3 separate regions of the Sus scrofa genome follow, and regions 1 and 2 are each linked to region 3. The links are chromatin contacts, called in public HiChIP or PLAC-seq maps. All regions are on one chromosome and are shown on one strand. Each heading gives the region's core, a stretch centred on a gene start, on an enhancer-like site or on the middle of the called end of the contact. The rest is flanking DNA. Distances are from core to core; before and after follow the strand shown. Region 1 holds the start of NR3C1 (nuclear receptor subfamily 3 group C member 1). Region 2 overlaps ARHGAP26 (rho GTPase-activating protein 26). Region 3 has its middle 150 kb from the start of NR3C1.

Region 1 (3,198 bases), core at 90-2,589, 150 kb before region 3:
GGTCCCACGAACACGAAAGGGTGGGCGACGCTTTGAGGAGAGTGCAGCAAATGTCAAGATTCGGGGGCGAGGGGCCTCCACGGGAAACTTGGATGCGGGCCCTGGAGGGGGTGGAAAGAGAGGTCAGGAGTTGCGGGGTTGGCGGGGGGAGGAGGGTGTACTTTGCAAGCAACTTACTGTTTCGCCTGCAACTTGATTTGGGGCCTGCCACCTCCTGCTTTCCTTTAAAAAATAATTAAAAAGTGCAAAGAAATCTAGTTCGCCGGAGGTTTTGCATTTGGCGTGCAACTTCCTTCAAGTGTGAGCGCGCTAGGAGGGAGGGAGGGCGGGCTGGGGGTTGAACTTGGCAGGCGGCGCCTTCTTCTGCCGCCGCCGCCGCCTCGCAGACTCGGGGAAGAGGGTGGGGGACGGTCGGGGCGCGGGGGAGGGTGGGTTCTGCTTTGCAACTTCTCTCCGGGTGCGAACGAGCGGCGGCGGCTGCAGAGTGGGCCGCCCAGACGATGCGGGGGAGGGGGACCCTCCGGCACGCGACTCTCCCCGGGCCCAGAGTACGTATGCGCGGACCCCCTCCGCTCCCCGAAGCCTCCCCAGAGGGCGTGTCTGGCCTTCCAGTCCCGCAAGCGGCCGACGCGCTGCGGCACTGTTTCCGTGCAACCCCGCAGCCCCGTGTGAAGTGACACGCTTCGCACAGTTCGGCCCGGGGGCCACGGCGCGGACCACCCCCGCGGCTGTGCTGCGGGCCGCGCCCTGGCTCCCGCAGCCAGCCCGCTGTCACCCGCTGGGACGCCGGCGGCGGTGGCCGCCGAGGGACAGGGCGAACCCCGGAGTGGGTCCGGAGTCGCAGAGCTGGGCGGGGGCGGGAAGGAGCGGCGAAGAGAAACTAGAGAAACTCGGTTCCCTCCGGAGCCCGTCCCAGAAAGACCAGGTCGGCCGCCGCCGCCTCTTTTTTCCTGGGGCGGGGGGGGGGGTCGGGGGACGGGGATCGGCCCCGCGCGGCCGGAGGGCTGCCTGGGTGGGGGCCGTGCCTGGGGCCGCCGGCGTGCAGGCGCCGTCGCGGCCGGGGCGGCGGGGCGGGCGCGGAGGGCGTGGGGGCGGGGGCCACGGCCGCCCCTGCAGTTGCCGAGCGTCGCCAACAGGTTGCATCGTTCGCCGCCGCCGCCGCGCGGCCCCTCGGGCGGGGAGCGGCCGGGGGTGGAGTGGGAGCGCGTGTGTGTGCGAGTGTGTACGCGCCGTGGCGCCGCCTCCGCCCGCCCCCAGCTCGGTCCCGCTTGCTCGCCGCGGCCGGGCGGCCCTTTCGCGTGTCCGCGCTGCCTCCCCTCCTCCTCCTCCTCCTCCTCCATTTTGCGAGCTCGAGTCTGTGACGGGAGCCCGAGTCACCGCCCGCCCGTCGGGGACGGGTTCTCGTGGGTGGAAGGAGCCGCCGCGGCTGGAGCGGCTGGAGCGGCGGGGCGCCGGCAGCGAGGACGCGCGCCCGGGAGCCCCGGCCGGCGGAGCGGGGCGGGGGGCCGGCTTGTCAGCGGGGAAATGGGGGACTTTCTTCGCTAGGGGCCCTCCCCTCCCCCCATGGAGAAGGGGGCGGCTGTTTACTTCCTTTTTTTTTAAGAAAAAAAAAATCGCTCCCGCTCCTCCTGCTTTCACACGCTAAGTTGTTTATCTCGGCTGCGGTGGGAGCCGCGGACGGCGGCGGTGAGCGGCGCCGCGGGCAGAGGTAAGGGGAGGGGAGCGGCAGGCAGGACGGGCCGGGGCCGGGGCTGGGGCCGCGAGGGCGCTCGCCCCCCGAGGTGCGGGGCTGGGGCTCGGGGGCCGGCTCCCGGGCCGCCGCCGGAGCCTGCAAACTTTTATTAGCCGCGGGGAGTGGGGGTGGGGGCCAGCGAGGGCCCGGTGGTGGTGACGAAAGGGCAGCGGGCGGGTGACAGCGCTGGCCTCTTCCTCTCCCTGGGCCGCGGTCCCCGGGCCGGGCCGAGGGGGAGGAACCCGAGCTCGCAGCGAGTGGAGCCTCGTCGAGCCGCCCGGGTTTCCAGCCTCGGCTTCCCTGGCCAGGCGTCCTTGCCTCTGTGTGTTGGCCCCCACGTCCCTTTGCTTTTCGCTCCCAGGAGGGCCTCCCGGACATCCCCTTTGCGGGTGAACGCTGAGCCGCATCTGGATCCTACTCGCCCGAGTCTTTGCACTCCACCGAGAGCGCCCGAGCGCGAGCAGGGTCTGTGCCGAGGTGCCAGTGCGTCTCCCTGCTGGCGGGCGCTCAGGGTGTGTGTGTCTGTGTGTGTGCGCGCGTGGACACATGCGGGGGGCTGACAGCCTGCCCCTCGGAGACTTGGGCCGGGCTGGCGTTGTCTGGTGGAAGTGGGCGTGTCGGGGGAAGAACTCAACAGGTCTGCACACATTTCTCTTTGAACCCCGCACTTGCTTTCGCCCCCTCCTCCGAAGGTTTGTTCTTTGGCGCTCGGCATCCCTTCGCGTCTGACGTTTGGAAGCGGCCCCCTTTAGGAAAAGACCCTCCCCAGCCATACTCGCTGCGTGGTGCGGTTTGTGACACGCGCTGGTTTGTCGCTGGGAGATTGCAGACGTGGTAATTGCAGCCCTGTAATGCCACTTAAGACCCCTGGCCATGGTTCGTTAAGGCCGATTACTGGGACAGGGTTATTTGCAATGTAAACGGGGGTATTAGGTCCTTTGAGGGTTCGTTTCGTTTTATGGAGTATTGTTTTGGTTTCGAGTTTGAAGGCAGCTGTCAAAGCGGCCTGGAAATTCATTAGGCTCCAGTTGATTCGTGGTGTTTAGAGATCGTTATCAGGTAAAGGCGGCGGAGGGCGGGGAGATCAGCAATTCACCTTAAAGGTTTGTAGTGGCAAGTCCCCCACCTCGGTCTGCCCTGATCACTTTCCCGGAGGGCCAGTCAAGTTTGTGCTTCTTAAAGCCTCCGTTCAGGAAAAGATTTCCTTTCCTTGGATGGGATTTGACTGTAGTGTCGCAAACGTGCGTATCAAAGCCTTCGCCCGCCTCTTCCAACGTCTTGGTTGTTGAGGCTGCTCACAACCTAACTCTCCTGAGGATAGGCTCAGAATTAGGAGAAGTGAAGGTCTGGAATGCAGAGAAAATTATTCTGAGTATTTTTATTAGGTGTTACTTTACTGGGATTTATATGAATGTGATTCTGCGGTGTTTTTTTCCCTCTGTTTTTCAGTATTCCGATATTTGGAA
Region 2 (3,477 bases), core at 869-3,368, 210 kb after region 3:
AAAATCTGGCCCTTTCCTGAAAAAGCTGACCTCTGTGCTAAGCGGTAACATTTAGAAAACCGGAGCGGAGGTGGGGGGTATGTTTACTCGTGTTCCCCCCAATATACATGATATAAGTACATAAATCTAAACGGCAATTTAAAACGTTCGTCTGGACCCATCCAAAATGCAATGCGCACACCCCACTCTGAGCACTGCGGTCCTGAGGATTTGATGAACTAACCAAAGGCGACAAGCCCGGAACCGCAGGGGTTGCAGGCTGCTGCCTTCTGCTCTCCTGTCCCCTCGGAGGCAGTCCTGCCAACCCAGCGAGCTCTCTCCTCTCCACACCTGAAAGGGGAGGGGCTGGCGTGACCAGATCACGAGGACAGTAAGAAGCACAGTAACGAGGCGCCTGTTCGCTCCCCCGCCACATGCTGGGCTCTAATCCTCACGTCAAGGCTCTCAGGGAGGGGCTCTGATTTATCCCCACTTTACAGATAAGGAAACAGAGGCTTGCAGGCCCAGCTCTGAGCCACGGTCCCACGGCCGGCGGGCCTGGAGGGTCACCCACACGGCTCTCCCGGTCCAGCCGGCAGGACCCACGCTCGGGAAATGACCTGCAATTCAGTCAAAGACGGGCACCCAAGGATGCTCAGCCTGACGGTGCTCCCTAAAGCAAAAGTCTGGCAAGGACATTCGAGACCAATGACAGGAGCTGGTTCAACACACCAGGATAGACTCTTAGGACAACGCCCAACCATCATTACACATGGCATTTAGAAACCATTTTCGCCTTCTAGAAAAATCTGTGTACCTTTTCATTAATTATTTATTTATGTGGGCCACACGCGCAGCATGCAGAAGTTCCCAAGCCAGCAATCCAACCTGGGCCACAGACGTGACCAGAGCCATAGCAGTGACAACGCCAGATCCTTCATCTGCTGAGCTACAAGGGGACTCTTCATGTAAATTTTTACAAGCAGAATGCCAACAAGGATATTCAGTATAAGGCCAGTTAAGTCAAACTGACAAAATACACATGAGACATCACGAGAAAAAGGCAAAGGAAGAAATATCTCCGGGATGATATTACAGTTTAGTTTTATTGGATTTTTGAAATCCACTGCTGTATTCTCTTAATATTCCACAGTGAGTTCATTTTTTTTTTTTTTTTTTAAGGGCCACACTGGTGGCAGATGGAGGTTCCCAGGCTAGGGGTCGAACTGGAGCTGTAGCTTCCAGCCTACACCACAGCCACAGCAACGCCAGGCCCGAGCCAGGTCTGTGACAGACACCACAGCTCACGGCAATGCCAGATCCTTAACCCACTGAGTGTGGCCAGGGATCAAACCCACATCCGCAAGGACACTAGTCGGATTCGCTTCCACTGTGCCACGACGGCAACTCCCAAATTATTTTTATAATAAGCAAAAACACAAGCTGTTCAACCTCTTAGGAATGAGGTTCATTTCACGTCTACACCCTGCAGATAACCAGATCCTAGTTCCAACTTTGCAAGTCTTTCTCCGGTCACTGCTCTTCTTCCTGCCTCCGGTGTGAATGACGAGCGGGCACCTGTGGTGGGTTCTTGAGCATTCTATGGATGCAAAGGATTCTTGGGTTAAAGACAAACTGGGAGGGACGAAGGGACGTTGACTGGGAAGCAAAGAGGCGGGCACCTGAGGAAGTCCAGCTGGAAACCCATCCAGCTCGGCTGTGGGCACCTGTCTGCAGCCTAGTGCATCCACAGACAGTGTAGAGATTACACACCCACACGCACGGGATGGGCCATCTGTCTATCACCTCCCAGGGGTCTCAATTTACTCCAGAAAGCAGAGGCACATGTTGCGCTGGTGGGTGTCCTCGGCCCTCAGTGCTCGTGTCACCCAGGGCCACGGGTCCTTAAGAATTCCAAGAGGTATTAACTGAATGAAGCCTGGCCTCCGGCAATTAAGTCTAGTGAAAGGCTGAGGTCAGAACACACAGCAACACGTCCAACAAGAATGGGAAGCAGAAAAAAGGGTGATGTCCCTTTGAAGAGCCAGCTGGGGCGGGAAGTCCCAAGAAGGCCACTTTAGGGCACCTCGAGCTTGGTCCTCAGAAATGACCCGACTGACCAATGACTGGAGCGAACACTCCCATTACGGAAAGCACGAGAAGCCAAGATTAGATCGCCTCTCTCTGCCCAGTCTGCCACCTCCACACAGCTGGCAGAGCAGCGGGAGAGCAGCCTTTCTGTAAACAAGCTAATCTTTTTAGAGCTAAGTAGGCAGAGACGTTTATCATTTAAAACTTCAAACCTGGTAAAGCGAAAGTCACAAAGAAAGCCTGCCTTTCCCCTGCTCTCTAGCGCTGGACTGTGTATCCTCTCTAACAAGGTCCCGAGTTTCCAGCTGCCCTCAGGTGGGACTACAGCACAAGAGCGGCCTGGGCTGAGGACAGGCCCCTCCTGGCTCCCCCTCCTGCTTCTGACTCATTTCAAAATGAGAATGCGCCCATTCGCATAACGCCTTTGGGGAGCAAATCTCACACCTGCAGCCAAACATAAAGCCGGGAACAGGACGCACAGACTCGAGATCTGCATTAAGGTGGCAAAGGGTAAGATGGGAAGAGGAGGGGTTCCTGCCCAGGCAGAGTCTCATTCTTTTTATTATTTCTTAATTTTAATTTAATTTAATTTTTTGTCTTTTTTGCCTTTTCTTGAGCTGCTCCCGTGGCATATGGAGGTTCCCAGGCTAGGGGTCGAATCAGAGCTGTAGCCACCAGCCTACGCCAGAGCCACAGCAACGCAGGATCCGAGCTGCATCTGCACCCTACACCACAGCTCACAGCAACGCCAGATCCTTAACCCACTGAGCGAGGCCAGGGATCGAACCCGCAACCTCATGGTTCCGAGTCGGATTCGTTAACCATTGCGCCACAACAGAACTCCTTGTTCTTTTTAACAAGAGAGGGAAAACCAATGACCATCGTTTTGCCGTCTCCGTGACTGACACAGGAGAGATCGCCTGCTCAGTAGAAAAGCTTCGGGAGCAACAAAGCAGACTTCCTTCCTCTCCGCTACCCAAACTCCCATCTCGGCCTTCGCTCCACTGCTGGGTAAGAATCTGACCAACCAGAGAAAACTCAGCATCACTGTATGTTGCTGACAATCCAGGAACAAATCTAGGGAAGGTTCCTGAGGGCAGAATCCACGGTCAAGAGGCCATTGCAGGACTGGCAAAAACAGCAGACTGGTTTTTGAATTGCGTACTTAGGGATTAACGCAACCAAGAACACAGAAGAGCCTCTCGGCAGAAAACCAAAACTCTAATAAAGGTGTGATGAGACGGAAGGGCATTCCAAGCCCTTGGAGGAGGTGAGTGAGGAGTCCACAGGTGTCCATGTTCCACAGGTGAGTCTGTACAGTTCGGTGCAATCCTACGTGAAAAATTGAAGTTTTTGAGACACGTCTCAAACTTACTTTATAGAGATGGGTAAAGGTCCATAAGCAGC
Region 3 (3,494 bases), core at 257-2,756:
TGGCAGCTGTAGCTCCGATTTGACCCCTAGCCTGGGAACCTCCACATGCTACAGGTGCAGCCCTGAAAAAGCAAAAAAATAAAAAATAAAAAAATTAAGAGTGGATCAGCTCTGGAAGCAGACAGACCTATGTTGGAATTTTAGTTTTATCACTTCCTAGCTTGCGTGACCTCCTTGATGCTCAGTTTCCTCATCTATAAAATTCCACCATCTTGTTCACATATTTTGAGGAGTCACGATTCATGCATGTATACTAGGGTCCAGTATCTAGGAAGACAGCAGTGAATGGTCTTGCGAGAAGTAAATGATATTGCGAGAAGGTCGAGGGACTGGGTGAACATTGCACAAACCTCCAGACAGCCCTTATTGCCTCGTGTTCTGATCACGCTGAATGCGCCTCTCTTTGTTCCCTCTCTCTCTTCACGCCCCTTTGTGTCTTGGTCTTTGCTGTCCTCGTGTGGGGGACACTTTCTCATTCGCCTCAGTCGTGGACTCCTCTCCAACCTCCAATATCATCTCCACCATCATTGCACAAAGAAGGTTTGATCGGTACCTACCTCCCGAATAGAAAGGTCTGCTCTTCCTCGGACCTGGAGCATACCTGCCACACACAGCAAAGTGTAGCAGTGCCACGCGGTAAACTCTGGGTATTGCACACCGCCCATCCCCAAGGCCAGCTGCGGGTTCCCCAGGACAGAGATCACGTCTCCTCCTTCCTGGTTTAAAGAGCTCCTGGCACACAAGAGGCCATCAGGAAATGTTTGCTGAGGAGTTCCTGTCATGGCACAGTGGTTAACGAATCTGACTAGGAACCTTGAGGTTGTGGGTTTGATCCCTGGCCTTGCTCAGTGGGTTAAGGATCCGGCATTGCCATGAGCTGTGGTGTAGGTTGCAGACGTGGCTTGGATCCTGCGTTGCTGTGGCGCTGGCGTAGACCCCTAGCCTGGGAACCTCCATATGCTGCAGGAAGTGGCCCTAGAAAAGACAAAAAAAAAAAAGAAATGTTTGCTGAATGGAACCCTAAAAGTGGAGGGTGACTGCCCTAGAAAGCTGATGGGCTCCCTCTAAGGAAAAACAGAAAGGACATGGATGATGCTGTATCCTGGGAAACTTCAGTTAGACACCAAGAATTCCCTTAGCGAGAGTGTCAGATGACAGACGGAGTTCCCGGGGGACCGTGTGGAATGTCCTCTTTGGGTCTTGGAAAAGGAATCATTCTTATTTGGGGGCGATTCTGCTGTGGGCTTGCTCGAAGGCGGGTCTCCAGCCTCATGCGACCTTCATAAAACCACCCGGAAGTCATCCCGATGACAGAGAAGGGTCTTCTGGCTCCCGGCCAGCTGGTCATCCAGATGCTTTCTTGTGCTGAGAACTAGCCGGAAGGCTGGGCAAGGACGCGGCTGTGCGCCTGCCCTGAGGCTGGCAGGTCTCTCTAGTAAGTCTGCCTCCCGGGGTGAGCAGGGGTGCAGCTCCCCAAGGACCACGACGTCACCTTGTGCTCAAGCAGCCGCGTCTGATGACCCAATTCCTTTCCACCGGAAGTCAGAGGAGGACAGGAAGGAGGGGCTGTGGTCTAGAGCACGGCCTCTCCCGCCTCTTCCGCTGCTGCTCAGCCTCCCACGTGTCATGAGGCAGCTGCCACGGGCCAGGCCTGTCCTCATGGAGGGAGGAAGAGGGATACAGGCCTCACACATTTTATGACAAACAAGGAATTAGTTATAGATGGAAACCACTATGAAAGGTCAAAAGGGTGTGATAGGAGGAACAATGGGAAAAGAAAGACAATTCCCACTGGCCGTCATTCCCTCATCTGACACAGGCCAGACAAGTGCTACTCTCCCATTTTTTTTTTTTTCCCATAGATAAAGTTTCAGGAAAGGCAAAAAAATCCAGCTACTAAAACAAATCTTTCCAATCTACCCTTCCCTCGCCCCACGCACAAAGGACAGACAGCCACGGAGTGAAAAGAAACATCTTTTGTTGTTGTTGTCTTTTTAGGGCCATTCCACAGCATATGGAGGTTCCCAGGCTAGGGGTCAAATCAGAGCTGTAGTTGCTGGCCTACGGGTGTCTGCAACCTACGACACAGTTCACGGCAGCACGAGATCCTTAACCCACTGAGCAAGGCCAGGGATCGAAGCTGCGTCTTCATGGATGCCAGTCAGATTCATTTCCGCTGAGCCACGATGGGAACCCCAAAAGAAACATTTTAAGAGTTCACAGAAGACCTGGGAGTCACCAAATGTGATTTGGTACCTGGAGAAAGGGCCTGTGAATTCAAGTCTTGACTCATTTGCTGGTTAGCCTCGGGAAGGCACATCAGCTACTCGAGTTTTAGCAAACAGAGGATGGGGCCAGCCTCCTGGGGTCAATGACACACGAGACTTGATGGATACACAATGTGACAGGAGTTGGGCTGTGGGATACTTTGGGTCGCGATTTTGACCATCTCCACTGAAAATTGTTCTGCATTGGCCCAAACAGCCAGGTGATGCTGAGTGGAGTCTGAAGGAGGCAGCCCTGGCAGACCCTCCCACACTGTGAGTCTCACCTACCTTGAGCGGGAACCGAGTTGGTTAGAGGCTCCCTTGGCTGCGACGCAGGCTGAACCGGGGCAGTCCTGACTAGCCTGGCACAGTGAACGGCCACAGCCTAGCTTAGTGCCATTAAAAGCAGGGTGAGCCCACGACGCAGACCACATGTGCATAAGAGAGACGCGTGGTATCCGACTGGAGGTCAAGGAGGAAATGAGAAAAGAAGGAACGAAAACCCTGATATAATTCTCCAAAGAACAGATGCGTTTGAGGTCTGAGAAAATCTTTCATTCCTGTGACTTCAAGTGTCAATAAAGTCTCTTTCTAACCAAGGTGATCTTAGGACCAATCACAGCCAGAGCAGGTAAACGAACCACCAAACCAGCCACAAGACGGGACCTGATGTGCGCTCTGCTCTGAGGGGCTGCCAAAAGCAACGTGAGAATGAAAACCTTTCCCGTTAACAAGATGTCAAAGGCGAGGTGACAGGGGAGGCGAGTGGAAGGAACGAGGCCGTTGGTAAGATGCAAATCCGTACATACGTTTCAGTGGCCGCATGGGGGGCATCGCATATACACGTGGGCCCCCCGCAAGGTCTCGCCCAGGTACCAAATGACTTCAGGCACGTACGAGGCTGCAGATGCAGGGAGGATTTTCCAGAGCAGGGGGGATGCTCGGTGGAGGCAGCAGGTGCTATGAATCTGTGCTGCTCTTGGGGGTGGGGGGAACCAGTCCTTATAAGTGGCAAACAAGGACAGTAAAAACAGCTCACGGGCAACCCACCTCTTCAGAGAGCCACCCCTCAGAACGAGGCAACGGGGGGCTCGTTCCTCCCCTGCTGACCTAGGAGGAACTTCCAGAGCCCTCAGGAGGCTCACTTCCCATCCCCAGGGTGCCGGTTCCTGGGTTCTCACAGCAGAAGCTGGGAGTGAACTGTAAACCTGGGTCCCAGGCTGCACT

Evidence for each region. HiChIP or PLAC-seq counts read pairs in DNA pulled down with a chosen protein or histone mark.
Region 1: an H3K27ac HiChIP or PLAC-seq map of skeletal muscle shows a contact between it and region 3. The contact joins the promoter of NR3C1 here to the enhancer-like site in region 3. A contact is called at or near these places in 10 of 47 Hi-C or Micro-C datasets (adipocytes, embryonic fibroblasts, fetal heart ventricle and 5 more) and 1 of 2 datasets of contacts at active chromatin or transcription factors (skeletal muscle).
Region 2: an H3K27ac HiChIP or PLAC-seq map of skeletal muscle shows a contact between it and region 3. The contact joins two enhancer-like sites. A contact is called at or near these places in 1 of 47 Hi-C or Micro-C datasets (skeletal muscle) and 1 of 2 datasets of contacts at active chromatin or transcription factors (skeletal muscle).

What each region holds. Positions count from the first base shown.
Region 1 is chr2:144,927,838-144,931,035 of Sscrofa11.1, reverse strand. It overlaps NR3C1 (nuclear receptor subfamily 3 group C member 1), which reads left to right and starts at 1,339. Exons shown (of 10, transcript NM_001008481.1): 1 at 1,339-1,708.
Region 2 is chr2:144,572,897-144,576,373 of Sscrofa11.1, reverse strand. The region is part of intron 12 of ARHGAP26 (rho GTPase-activating protein 26); the gene reads right to left. Among named protein-coding and RNA genes, the nearest start is that of ARHGAP26, 270 kb to the right of the region's middle. Within about 2 kb of position 2,118, at least 8 of the 83 cell types and tissues checked have an H3K27ac peak or open chromatin away from gene starts, as enhancers often do. A contact at or near this core is called in skeletal muscle, where this site is marked.
Region 3 is chr2:144,778,588-144,782,081 of Sscrofa11.1, reverse strand. No RefSeq gene overlaps it. Among named protein-coding and RNA genes, the nearest start is that of NR3C1, 150 kb to the left of the region's middle. Within about 2 kb of position 1,506, at least 6 of the 83 cell types and tissues checked have an H3K27ac peak or open chromatin away from gene starts, as enhancers often do. A contact at or near this core is called in skeletal muscle, where this site is marked.